2 separate regions of the Rattus norvegicus genome follow, and region 1 is linked to region 2. A link is a contact called in public Hi-C data. All regions are on one chromosome and are shown on one strand. The core of a region is the stretch at or near the end of the contact, and the rest is flanking DNA. Distances in the headings are between cores, read along the strand shown.

Region 1 (6,909 bases), core at 1,370-3,869, 47 kb before region 2:
ACTCAAGAGCTCATCAATCTAACAATTTATATTATATAAAACCCTTGGGAATCACAGGTAGAGATATCTGTGGTAATGTATTATGAAGAGTTTGAAAAAAAATCAGTCTGGGAATGTAGCTCAGCTGGTTGAGTGCTTGTCTGCATAGCATGCAACCCTGACTCCAGTCCCAACATTGTAGGAAGTGGTACTGTGTGTCTGAAACTCCAACACTTGTAAGATAGAGGCAAGAAGGCTGTGAGTTCCAGGTCATCCTCAGCTACAAAGTAAGTTTGAGGTCAGACTTGAAATATATGAAACTCAGTCTTGGGATATTTTTTCTAAAAATAAGAAAATGATAAAGCATGAAAAATCTGTTAGTCTTTAAGGATTCATTTTTACTCCCAGTTAAAGATGTCTAGAGAATAATAGCTATGAGTTTCACTTTACAAATGGCACGTTTTATGTTAATGATCTCATTTAACTCTGCTCACCCAATCCAAGACTGAAGAGTGCCTCATAATATAATTTCGAGGATTGCCTCCGTCTCTCCTCCTCTTTTTTCAGGTGCTGGAAACCTACTATTAAACCAGCTATATAAAGATGACATTTATTGGATGGACACTCCAAACATGAACACTTTGTTTTACTTTATAGACTTCCAGGAAACACTGACAAGTGAGATCCAGGGAGCGCAGAGATGTCACTGGGTCTTGAATGCTGACAGATGAGAATGGAAGGGTTGTCTGCATCCTTTTCCTCCTTCTGCTCCTTGTTCTGTGCCGGCTGAGTCCCTCACTGGCGTGGTCTAAGTAGTGGAAGGCATGCTTACCGGAAATGCATGTCTACGTGGAACTGCTGAGCTATATGAGAGCATATTTCCACTCAGTCTTTCTGCCAAGGCTATGTGCCACCAAGAAGAGGTATGGTCTAGTTCAATGATGATCTGTGACTGTCTCCACAGGCTCCATGGATCAGGGCCTTCACATGTGGATGGGGAGCGTGCTCCCATAGTGAAAGTGTAGTCTGGGAGAATAAGAAACAGAGGGAATAAATTGGAAACATGCTAGGTAGATACTTCTGCTGATATATGTTCCCCATAGTGCCTCAGAATGTACATGTTCTATGTCTATTATATCGGTCTATCAAAAGATCCCCCAAGGCCACTATGGATGACTTTATACTTCAGTCATAGTGAGAGAGATTGCGAATAGTGGAAACCCTGTGAGTGTTTGTCTCAATGTAGCTAAACCTTCCTTAGTTCAGTCTAACAAAATGAAAACCCTGTTCTACTTGGGCCTGAGGTACATACACGTGGCAGACATGTTCTCACCTTCTGTGTTAAAGGTGAGACTGCTGAGGGAAGAGCAATGAGGAAACATCTCATGACCGCAGAAAGGGGTATCGGCCAAGACTGTTTCCTTATGTAACAGTAAAGAGCGAGATAAAGGCTCAGGGTTTGTGTTAGACTTTAAACTCCAACGGACAAAGCTGTTGCCTCCCACGGTGTCTCTGTGTGCAGATGTCACAACGACTCTCCCTGGAGGAAAGGAGCATAGGAGAAGATATGGGGAAGAAAAGCCACAGTTTAAGGAATTGAAAAGGAGTTGTTGCCTTCCAGGCAAGTGTGTAGGCCAGAGAAGGCCTCCAGCAGAGTGTGCTATGTTCATTAGGAGACTGGTGACTTGTGCCATTTGAATTTTCTCATTTCTTCTTACTTCTCATGCTAGGTTCAACTGTGTTAAGGGAACTTTCTCTCGCCCATCTCTTTAAACCTTCTGCTTTCACAGTAAGAGCCCAGTATTCATGTCTGGTTTTGGTAATGAGTCTAGACTAACAGTGAGATGGGTAGGGGAAAGAGAAAATCTCCCCTCCCCCCTTTGTGGTTAATGGTGTCAGAGGCTGGAGGAGACTGGCAGGTGTTTAGAAACCATCATGAGTCATTCTATATCTCAACTTGGCTGGGCTATGGGGCTGGATTTTCAGTCAAGCATTATTTTAGATGTTTCTGTAACAACAACTTTGAGTGAGATTAACATAGAAACCAGTGGATTCTTAATACAGCAAGATTACTTTTCATGACACGATGGGCTCCATCTAGTCAACTGAAGGTAGTGCTAAAGACTGATGCTGACCCAAGAGGTTTAGGTTCATATCAAGTCTCCATGATTGCGTGCAATAGTCCCTTAGAATAAACTTCTCCAACCCTCGTCTTGGTTAATATGGAAGCTCTTTCTACACTCAACCATAAAGTAGAGATTGCTCTGTCAAGAGTCCTGAAATCAGGATACCATTGCTATACATAGCTGTATATGTGAAAAATACAACAAATTCAAATGCCCAAACATCAGTGGCTATTTATTACTCACTTCCCCCTTGTTTTAAAACAGGGTCTCAAGTTGTCTGGGTTTCCTTTGACATTTCTATATGGCTTACGATGACCTTGACCTTCCCATTGTCTTGCATCTACTTCCCAATGGCAGATATGTGCTACCACATTCCTTTATGCAGTGCTGGGGATTGATCCTGGGTCTTTGTGCTCCTTAGGCAAGTACTCTGTCGGCTGACATACATGCCTCAGTCTTCACCATCAGCTTTTGACACAGAATTTTTGGCAGGGTACCCGTTGGCTGACTACAGAATGTGTCTGTCCCCTGAGCCAACATCTTTTTAAAAGGACAGATGATAACAAACCCAGCTGAGTTGGAGACAGTCATCCTGGCAACTACATATCTACTTTTTGCCTGGAACACCAACTCTTAGGCAAGGACTATTTGTCTTTGCACTAACTCAGGACCAGGACCAAGTTCTAGAGAATACCCCATGCCTCCGATAACTCTGAGGGTGGGCTCTGCCAATGTAAGTGACTGGACTTGGCTCAATAACCAGTGTTTTCTCAATGGCAAATCTTCACAAAGCTTATGTCAATTGTTCTACAACAGATAAGCCTAAGGTGTCCAGTTTAAGGAAATGTTCCTCTTTGAAACAGTGTGTGTGCTTTGAAACAGTGTGTGTGCTATAAACCCCTCCTTAGGAGAAAGAGGAGGAGTGTGCCCAGCTCCAAGATGTGGCCAGACAGCATTGTGCAGCCTGGTGATACTAGTCAGCCCCACCTTCAAGGACCCAAGTTCAGCAGAGGTGAAGAGTGCTTTTGTTCTGGTCACTCATTCACCAGGGGAAGCTGGACACCATCCTGTGAACCTGATCTTGTGAAATCAGACAACCTCATTGCCCTTTACAGCTTGGTAAATGATACACTCCAACTGTGAGGGCTAAAGTTATATTTTAAGTTTTAATTACTGTGCTTAAGAAATGTATAAAACAAAAATGTCTCTAGCCTATAAGCTCTACTTGTCCATGGACAGATAACTTCCTGGAACCCCGGGGGCTATTATTTGTGCAAGAGAACAAGCCATGAAAATGTTTTCACATTTGTAAACGAGGTTGATTGGTTGCTCCAACCGCCCAGAATGTGCTTAATCACATTTACCAGGAAGTACATAGGCAAGATGTATACTTCCACCCAAGGCAGCAAGTACACATCCTTGTGGGTTGTGCCTTTATAATCACCAGATTAACATAATTTGAGGCCATTTTCTGGGAATCCTGAGTATGGATCTGACCAGTGTCCCTAGTCTTGGCCAGCATTTAATAAAACTTACTTCAACTTTGGCTCAAAAGTGGGGATAATGGTCCTATTCTCATTGAGTAGGATCAATGATAGGGCTCGTAAAAGTTAATCCAGACCCAGGCTTCCAAGCTCATACGCTGGGTGATGAGCAGAGATATCTAGTTGTCTGGTCGTGGGTAGGCAAAAGCTGGCCGAGGTTTCTACACCATGCTTGGAATCTCTGGAGAGGCCTGTATATGCTGCGTCTGGCTCAATCACTTAAATTCTGGGACTGGGCATACAGCTCAGTTGGCAGAGTGCATGCTTACCATTGATGAGGCTCTGGGATCTGTCTTTGCACCATATAAGTAAAGACAAATAGTGCATTCTTGTGATATTCAAATTTAGGAGGTAGAGGCAAGAGGATCCACTCTTCAAAGTTCTGCTCAGCTATGTAATTAGAAGTCATCTTAGCCTAGGTAAGACCTATCTCAATAAACTAAAAAGCAAGCCAAATAACAACAGAACCCAATTTAGATGCCATAAAAATAGGAAAAGCTGGAAAGATTTCTAGAATGTTCTCCAATTTGATTCATTCTCCAGGTTTTCTTTACTTTCCAGCTAATGAAACTATTTTATGTTGACAGATGAGGTGGTTGGGGTTAGTGATTTCTTTTTTCTTTAGGGTTGTTGGCCTTTGATCTTCCTCCTGGGGCTGTGACTTACAGTGGGCAGTGGCTCCCATGCTCTCAGTTTGTGGTCAGCCTGGGATCACAAATGCAAACAACCAATATGCTCCAGTATGGTTGTTTAGCTAGTTTGTCCCGTAGGTGATGGGGATTAAGTGATATTTTCATCTAGTGATGGGCTTATCAGGAGATGATCTCATTGTGATTGAGTAGCATCATTAATTGTTTGAAAATACTATTTTCTACGGATTCCTGAAGCCTTAATCTGTGCCAATTTATATACATATGTTGCCTGTTTAATCTTAACACGTGTCACATCCAGTGGTCTTATTCCCTGAGAATCAGCAAAAAAGCAATGATGTTACATAGCCGCAATACCAGAATCATTTTTCCCTCTCTTTCTCTCTCTCCTGTGTGCCTGTGCGTGTGCATGTGCGTGTGTGTGTGTGTGTGTGTGTGTGTGTGTGTGTGTGTGTGTGTGTTTGGGGAGGGGCACTCATCCAGGGGCCAGAGAAGGGTGTAGTGTTTCCTTCTCTAATGGTTTCAGTTGCCTTGAGACAGTGTCCATCACTGAACCAGAAGACTACCATTTAGATGGAGTTGCCTGGCCAATGAACTCTTAGAATCTGTCTCTCTCTCTGCCCGCAAAGCTGCGCTTATGAAAGGGAGCAGCCATGACTGGCTTTTTACTTGCATACTGAAGATTTGAACTCAGGTTTTCATGCTTGCAGAGCAGGAGCTTTTACCCATTGAGCCTTCTACCCACCCCCTGAGAGTTATTCTTTAAAATCAGGAGTTCCTGCTACCACAGTTCACATGTTGGAATCCTGCCATCTGAAAGGCAGTGTCTGGGTCATTTCCCTGGTCTCCTGTGATGGTAAAATGCAGCCATAGCAGTTTCACCAGTGGAAAGTAGGAATGGGTGGAGGGTCCACTTTTCTTCCTTGGGAAGATTCTGCAGTTCTGTATGGAAATCAAGTATGCAGGAAATAAGAATAACTGAATTTTGAGTCATCTTTGGTAAGCACTGTGTCAAATTTTAAATGGCAAGAAGCTAGCAGGGGAGGAACAGGGTATTTTTAGAAGCTGAAATTTATTTTAACCAAACAAGTAAAGAGCATGTGTTACATCTTCACTGCTGCTAGGATCTTTCAGACAAATTCCTACTGTGGTTTAAGAAAGAGACTGCTTAATGAAACTTACTATTTTGTAGGATAACTAAAAAAGTTAATAATGGGGGAAATAAAGGGAAGCTCTTCATTCTAGTAAAAACTGCAAAGCTGTTGTATTTTGCTTAACATTTCTTTTTTCAATGTGTGTTAGAGGCAGTGGGGGGGGGGAGGCTCTTGTTGGTTGCAGCACCACAAATGAGTTTCATTTATTATTTATTTAGAATGGAATCACCAGAAATTGCTATAGTCAATGCTGAATAGACTTGAATCTTTCCAGCTAGATATTTAAATAGATGGGCTAAAAATAGATGGACTATAAAAAATGACATTATGATACAAATGCTATGTCACAGTTAATAGAATACTTGCCGGCATGCAAAAGGCCTGCATTTGATCTTCAGCACCATGACTGCCACACGTGGTGGTACAGGCGTATAATCCTAGCACTCTGAAGGTGGATGCGGGAAGATCCGAAGTTCAGTCATCTTGAGCCACATAAGGCTTCATGGGTAGCTATCTCAAAAGGACGAAAATACCAAGATAACAAAACCAGTAACAGAACCACTGAATCTAAAGAAGAAAAATCAGATGAAATGAAACCAGAAGAACCGAGTTGGAAAAAGCTCTTTTTGTCTTTGAGTCAGGTATGTGCTAATTACACTGGCTTGATCATTAGCAACTGTCTGGATCTGTCAAAATATCTCACCATCCCTATAAATTTATATGAGTACACAGGAAGAAGTAAAGCAATTTCTTTATTAGAAGTATTTTCTACAGAAGCCTTTCAATGTATGAATGGCTGTGACAAACACTTAGAGGTATTTTCCTCAATTTTAGATAGTAGAGAATGAGGATACTGCCACACTCCCCTACTTCGTGCCCCTCCCCCATTTGCTCTGAGTTGTGTTTTTGCATTACCTTCAACTTGCTGTGACAAATGTCTGGGATCTGGCTTAATTTGGAACTTACTCGTGGAGTCTACTTCCCACGATCAGGCTGTCTCATTGCTTTAGGCTTTGGGGGAAGTCATCTCAAGAGCCAGAGCAAAAGTAGAAAGGAGAAGGGGCTGCAATTCCACAATCCTCTGTCAGGGCTCATCTACATGACCTGAAGATTTTCTCTGTGGCACCATCTTTCAAAGTTTCTATCCCTTCCCAGTATATTATCCATGAAGAGAATCCAGCCTTAGCGGAAAGAGCTCTGGGGGACATTTAAGATACAAATTATAGCACTCCCTCCTCCTTTTCTTTCTCTTTGAATCAGGATTTCACCTATATCAGACTTGTCTGAAACCCTCTATGTAGTTGAGGGTAACCTTGAACCTCTGATCCTCCTGCCTTTATCTTCCAAATCTGGGATCACAGGGAGTACCACCATTCCTGATTTACCAAATGCTGGAGATGGAACTCAGAGCTTTGTGCATTCCCCTAACTCTGCGAGCATTTTGCCAAACGAGCTC
Region 2 (6,984 bases), core at 1,134-3,633:
TTCTTGGAGCTAGAAGGGAGTCCATGATACGGCAGGGTGGAAACCTGACTCATGGCACACAGTTACAGGCTTTTGTCTCTGATTCTGACTTGGAAGTGACTCATGGGTTGGAAAAAAACCTTTTGGAAGCAAATGTGGGGGAATGCAAGACAGTTCTGCCTTGACTGAATTTTATCCTAAGATAAAGTGTGGGCCTGCTCTCCCATAAACTCTGGTAACCTTATACTGCTTCATCCTTCCTCCTACCACAGCAGGGACTTATGAAGCCTGACGATTCACTCATTTTCTTCTAGATTTGTATGAAATGCAATTTAGAGGGAGATAAAATCTCTCTTTTTCTATTCACTCCAATAAACGCTAATTACCACCAGGGCAGGGCAGATGGGCTTCTAGAAGCCTGAAGCAATATGTAACACTCTTCCTTTACATTACCCCAACTCTCTGCTTCCAACAGCCATCGGGCTACTTCCCTGCCATTCAAACTGGGCCCCTGCAATCTGCAGTAGATTTACTGAGCATCTGGTGGTGGGAGTTGAGGCTGAGGCACAAACACTCTGGAAACACAGCTCCTAACAGTGAGGCTCACTCCAGGTCTGAATAGTTAGTTCTGAGATCTTGGGCAATTTGGATTAAGAAACTCAGTTTGGCTTTGAGGGTTGAGGGTGGATGTAACACATATAAATTAAGTTAAACAACAGGAGAGTTTCTTGTGTTTAAACAAACAAACAAACAAACAAACAAAAAAACTAGGCTGTCACAAGGAATATGGGGCAGGGAGGGCTATACCAGGGACACGGTTGTGACCCACAACCTCAATGTCCCTGCTGGGCTGGCTTTTCAGCTTTGTTCTTGTTTCATTCTCTGACCATATCTGCCTTCATACTGGTTGGTCTCTCCTGCAGCAGGCCAGGAGATGGGGTCATGTAGAACTTTGTAATGTTTTTCAGTTTATCCCTTGGGAGAAATTGTCTTTTACACTTCCAGTTTCTAGTTCCCTAAGGCGGCTTCTGATTGGATTAAAATATGTCACCACTAGGCTCCTGGACCAGTCCTCTGGGGCAAGGTAGGAGAGTAGTGTGAACTGGGCCCAGTGTGGTCTCCACCTTCTTGGACTAAGTGGTTCTTTCAGGAACCTCGTGGATGTGGGAGCTTTAGAAGGGGCTGCAGCTTCAACTGGGACTGGAGGCTGCTGGTTAGGGTGGAATTTAGGAAACCAAGAGTCTGTAGGCTGTTTTCTGAAACAGGAAGAGGGGCTTTGACCTGAGTGCAGTGTTTCCAGAAAGAGTTGCCCATTTGAAAAAAAGGAGACAGAGAGGTGCAAAGTCTAGATGTATAACTCCCTAGTTGCCCAGAAGACAATGGCTCTCCCCACTTCGATGATGTGTCCACAAACAGGTTGAGCCCTCAGCCCAAGCTCAGAAGCCTTGAATAGTCCTGCATCTCCAAAGCACTAGTTCGCTTTCATCTCTGCACAGGCCCAGCCCTCCCCTTCCTTCCTGAGCTAAATAAGACTTGGCTTCTTGGTGGCATTTGCACAGGCCTGCGACAGGGAAAACAGTCTGTGGCCTTCTCCTCCTCTGGTGTCACTATCCAAGCTGGGTATGCTGGATGTGCAAGGGGGGGGGGGAAAAAAAAAGCCAGGGCTCCAGGAGACACCAGCTTGGTGGCACTGGCCCCACCCGAGTTGGTAGCACAAACAGGGGGAGGGGGGGTGGTTCTGGATCTTTTAATGCAAATTCTGTTAACCTAGCACTGAAGATGGTTGAGTACCCAATGGTCCAGTTTGCAAGGTGGGAAGAGGAGCCTACACTGTGCACCTGTAACGAAACACGTGCACCTGTAAGGAAACACGGACACCATGGCTTACAAAATGTCACCAGAGCTGAGGTGCAGGTTCCTAGAGGCTCCTTGGATCGGGGACTCCAGCAGGAAAAGGGACCCGGAGCTTTCCAGACCTTGAAGACTGTATCTTGTGTGTATGTCGAAATGTTGGGATGGGGCAAGGCCTTTGCAATCTCTACTTCCCTTGGTGACTGCTGCTAGCCTTGTAACCTCCTCTGCCGCGTGGTATGGGCTTGGAGGTAGGTGGTGGGACCAGTTCTATCAGCCAGATGAATTTTTGGCTAAACATAACATTGAAAACCCCTTCTCCCTAGCCCAAGGCCCCCTCTTGACTTGGTGGAGGCGATCCTGCTGCGGCTGAGATCCATCCAGCCTGGCCAGGCAGCCGCCGCAGTTCCCCTCCCCCGCCGGACTGTGAGCCCATTTTCGCTCGGCTGGTCTCTGCGCCGCCGGATGGATGGCGCCCCACCCCCCGCTCCTCTGCTCAGTCATTCAGACTTGGAAAGTCAATAACACGCTGACATCATCAGGGGTTTGTGTATTATTACACGGCTACTTTCCAGAATACCTGGCATTATCTAAGAGAGGAGCACTCGATTGCACCAGCAAGGCCCAGAGCGGAGTCTGCAGCCCCGGGGAGGCGCGGCTGCTCTGGCCCGGCTCTTTTTTCCACCGGGAGTACCTCCAGGGCACCAATTAGGAACAGATGGTGGCTTCTGCTCTAAAAGCAGATGCACTTTAGATATCGATACAGATTCATTTTGGCTTGGGGGTGTACTCAGAAGTCACCCTCAAGTGACCTCCATTTCTTCTGAAAACACACATGCCCTGACTTTTGGTCCTTAAAGAGCATTTTCAATGACTCTCACAGAGGCAAAAAAGAAAGGCATTTGCTCTAACCAGAAGCCAAACCCTGCCTCTTGAGGCTTGGGGTGGGGGTGGCGGTGGGGGTGGGGTGTTATGTAATCACCATTGCGGCTGATTAGCGCTTTGCTTTGCCTCCAAGGCTGAACTGAAGGTTTTGGTGCCTGAGTTTCTCTTTAAGCTTACTGCAGGGCAAACGCACAGAAAAACACGGCCCAGATTTATGGTGCAAAACTGCTCTCCAAGCAAATTGCCTTAGCATTCTGTTTCGGTTCTGGAGCAGGGGAAGTAGATGGATTTGGTGTTAATTAAGATCTCTTTATCTTACTGTTCCGGTGGTTCCTTTGCCTAGAACGAGGATTTTTTTTTTTTAAGTCTATGCATTTAAGCAGTTTACTTCTCTCCCCCTTGCTGTGAACGGTACATTGAAGTTGCTTTGATACTAATTAAATGTATAGATTGCTGCCACTTTGTTCTTGAGAACACATTCACATATTAAAGACAATACATCCAATAACTCACGCAACATGGTGCCTTTTCTGTTTGGCCAAACAGGCTATTTATTTACAGACACAGGACAGGTCTCCTTTAAATTCTCTTCGGTACTTTTAATTGGGGAGAAAAAAAATGGCAGCCAGCCCTAATTTGGAGAATGACAAGGGGAAGGAAGGGCTGGCCCTCCTTGGCCTCATCTTACCCCTCCTGCTCCCGGCAGGGAGCTGCCTGATCTAAAGTCCTTAAGTGCTCCCCTGGAGGAAACAGAGCAGACAGCCTCTCAACTAGTAAGGTTTTCTCTCCCAGCAGCCCGTCATTCAGAAGGTTAGGGCAACTTCCCTCTAAATGCTATGAAGGAGAACAGTCTGAAGCTGTCATTTCTTGAATTCAGCCACAGCTGGTGAGCACACAGCTGGGAGTCGGGGCAAAAACTTCCAAGATGGCCCCCTGATTGCCTGAGAAGTGTCTGAAATGGTGAGACATGCAGAAAAATGGAAGTTACGGGGTGGGGAAGAAAATGAACCCTCACTTTGGAGCCTGGTTGAAACCTCTAGCCAGCTGTAAAGGAAGATTTTTTTTTTTTTTTTAAGATGAAATTTGCTGTGAAGGTTGCTGTCATACAACCAATATTCCTGTGTATGTGCATGCAGGCCCAGCAACCTCAAGTGTCTTTCCTCACCAGGCGATTCCCACTTTATGCTTAAGATGGGGAGTTTCTCAGTTTTTTGGTTTTGTTTTTATGTGTATGGGTGTATGTATGTATGTATGTATGTATGTATGTGTGCAAGGGCCTATTGTGGTTAGAAGAGGGTGTTTGATGTCCTGGAACTGGAGTGGTTTCAGTGGTTGGGAGTTCCCAGATGTAGGTACTGGGGGTTCATCTCTGGTCTTCAGCAAAAGCAGCAAAGGCTCTACCTCGAGCCCAGTGGTCTACTCCTTGAAGTAGGCTAGGTTAGATGGCCAGAGAGGCCCAGCACATTGCAGCCTGGCATGTGAACCAATGTACATATATCATGTAAATATATGATCATACATTTCTAGAGGTAAAAGATATTAATTTGGTTTGCAGTGGAGATGCCCTACCTTCTCATATCCCTGTAACCCAGGGTTTACTTTAACCTTATCAATTGTATTCCTGTCATAGACCATCCAGGGACCATTCTGGGAACTCATCAAAATTCCTTAGCAACCCTTTAAAAAATAAGATTTTTAAAAATCATGCAACTATACATATATATATATGACATATATATCTTATATATGACTATTCTAAAGACAGTAATGTGGGCTCTTCTTTGAGCAGCCATACCCATAAGCAAGCTCTGTTGTATCTTATTCCCCCACCCCCAAGTGCCTGTCTTTTTTCTGTTATTAAAGAATATCCATCCAACTCCACTTCCTTGTGGCTTCTCCTGAAATTGTTTTCTGCGTCAAAGCCAATGATCTAGTTTTACTTGAGTCTGAATCTCTGAAAGAGTAGGTTAGCATGGAGTCTAGCTTCACCTTTAACTAGCCTTGGACTACTTATTTAGGGGCTTCCCACAGCTTAACAGAGAGGAGTTCTGATCTTGTGCCAAGCCTCTTTGGTTTTCAGGGTGCAGAGTCTCTTAAACCAGGTATGGCCAAACAAAGCCTGTGCTCAAGAACTACACAACCAAATTATAAGTAAGCAAATCAATCAATCTATCAAAGTAAGTTTATGATTTTGTGCTGGGATGCATTCTCCGCTGTACTCTGCTACACATGGCACCTTGAAGTGGGTTGGACATGTCGAATAGCACAGTTACTTGCTAGCTCAGCTGATCCCGTCTTTGCTTGAGCCCCTCCTGATTACAACTGGATGATAAAAAACTTATTGTTGGACAAGGATCTCCTCTATCCATCTGGTCCTGGGTGCTGATTTTCTGTACCTGGCAATCATCTTCTTGCTCTGTACTTCTGCCTGTGCAGAGGGACACAAGCTAGAAGCTGGTTTGGGCAGAACCTAATAGAGGAAGTCATTCCTCCCACTGTTGGAGCATATATGGTCTGGAATGACTCTGGTATTTCTCTGTTTTCTTTGGAGAACAAGGGTTTCCCTCTGAGCCTTTTCTACTAAATATTTGTCAACTGGCTAGAACCGGGTGTACTTTGACTCACAGGCTCCTTCTCTTTTAGATGGGTCAGGTGCAGAGCCCTCTCATCTTGGTTTTGGAAAGAGAGAGTATTGAAACATGCCCTTTGCTTTGAGGAAGACGACGACAATGCCAATTCTTCACCCGAGCTTGAGAAAAGGTCTTACCACACTCCTTAGGTTGGTCCCATACAACTTAGCTGAAGCAATTCCCCAGTACATCTCCCCATTAGGTGTGAGTAGAGATGGGAACTGCCATACCCAGCTCACTAGAGTGAGTCAGAAGTACCAGCATGTTCACATTCATTGCTACCCTATTCCCATTGGCTAGGCAACAGAACTAGCTTAGATGTTCGTCAACTGATTTATGGATAATGAAAAGGTGAGGTAACACTGCATGTCCTCTCTCATATGCAGATCCTAGCTTTTCATTTTTACATATACTCTTTATGTGGGAGTAAGTGTGCGTGGGTAGAGGTCAGAAAACGAGAAAGGGACCCACAAGTTGGAGGAAAAAAGCTTCAAGGAAGAGGGTTAGGGAGGGCAGTCAGACACATGTGAGCTGCAAGTGGAAGGGGGGCTGCAGAAGTACAAGTGGGGAAGGGGCAGAGAGAAGATGGGGGAAGGGAACCAATTCAAACTAATTAAGTCTGAAAGCACCATAAGGAAACTTGTTATTTTGTATGCTAATTAATACATAAATTACAGAATGCATAAACTGTGGGCAAGATTTTCAATCCATTGCTCACTGATATTTTTGGTTAAAAATTAGAGGAATAAATTAGAACAACAGAAATAGGATGTGTTGGTTCTTAACGATGACCCCAGCCGGGAGGAGGCTGAGCCAAGAGGATTTCGAGTTGGAGGTCTTATATAGCAAGTCCACGTCTATAAATAAGCAAATTAATAAATATTAGAAAACAGGTAAAATGGGTTTTTTAGTAAATTTCAAAAATTAGATTCAGAAACTTTCTGTGTCAAGCTGTTACTATTTGCAAATCTTCTTGGCTGCTCTGCACATCTAGCCGTGAAATGTTCCTTGATGGTTCTTAAACCTGGGTGGGACCTTAACTTTGAATGGCAGTGGTAGAGATGAGCAAACGGAGGGCCAACTGGATGAGTTTAGCCTGGGTTGGTGTTTAGGAGTCCTGACTGATCAAATTTGTCTTGCTTACAAAACAAAGAACAATAACAACAAAAGAAATCCAAACTGGAGTAAAATTCTGGAGTTTTTATTTTTTATTAAACAAACAAACAAATGACTCTTTTTCTTGTAAAGGAAAAAGCTTTAAACAATACAAACCACAGCGACAACTGGGTTGACCTGAATGTAATATGCTAATTGATAAATTTTGAAATATTTTTCTTGGGTTGGCTGTAGTTTAGTTGATAGAGTGTCTTCCCAGCGTGTGCAAGGCCCTGGGTTTGATCTGTAGCACTCATTAAACTGATAGGAAGAGTCATGCATGTCATCCTATGGCTAGGGATGGAGACAAAAGGAACAGAACTTAAATGGTTCTCAACAACATAGTGATGAGATGGTGTAAAAAAAAAAAATCAAAAGATTTAAAATCAGACATACATACACTACCTGTCCTGGAACTCATCCTCTGCAGATCAGGCTATCCTCAAACTCAGAGATCAGCCTGCCTCTGCCTCCGATGTTCTAG

Evidence for each region. A called contact is a pair of places that touch in the nucleus more often than the background predicts.
Region 1: a contact with region 2 is called in a Hi-C map of liver, with 2.8 times the contacts expected there. The contact joins two enhancer-like sites. A contact is called at or near these places in 5 of 12 Hi-C or Micro-C datasets (frontal cortex, hepatocytes, kidney and 1 more).

The regions. Positions count from the first base shown.
Region 1 is chr2:106,630,256-106,637,164 of GRCr8, reverse strand. No RefSeq gene overlaps it. Among named protein-coding and RNA genes, the nearest start is that of Tbl1xr1, 97 kb to the left of the region's middle. Within about 2 kb of position 2,619, at least 11 of the 93 cell types and tissues checked have an H3K27ac peak or open chromatin away from gene starts, as enhancers often do. A contact at or near this core is called in liver, where this site is marked.
Region 2 is chr2:106,582,985-106,589,968 of GRCr8, reverse strand. No RefSeq gene overlaps it. Among named protein-coding and RNA genes, the nearest start is that of Tbl1xr1, 140 kb to the left of the region's middle. Within about 2 kb of position 2,383, at least 89 of the 93 cell types and tissues checked have an H3K27ac peak or open chromatin away from gene starts, as enhancers often do. A contact at or near this core is called in liver, where this site is marked.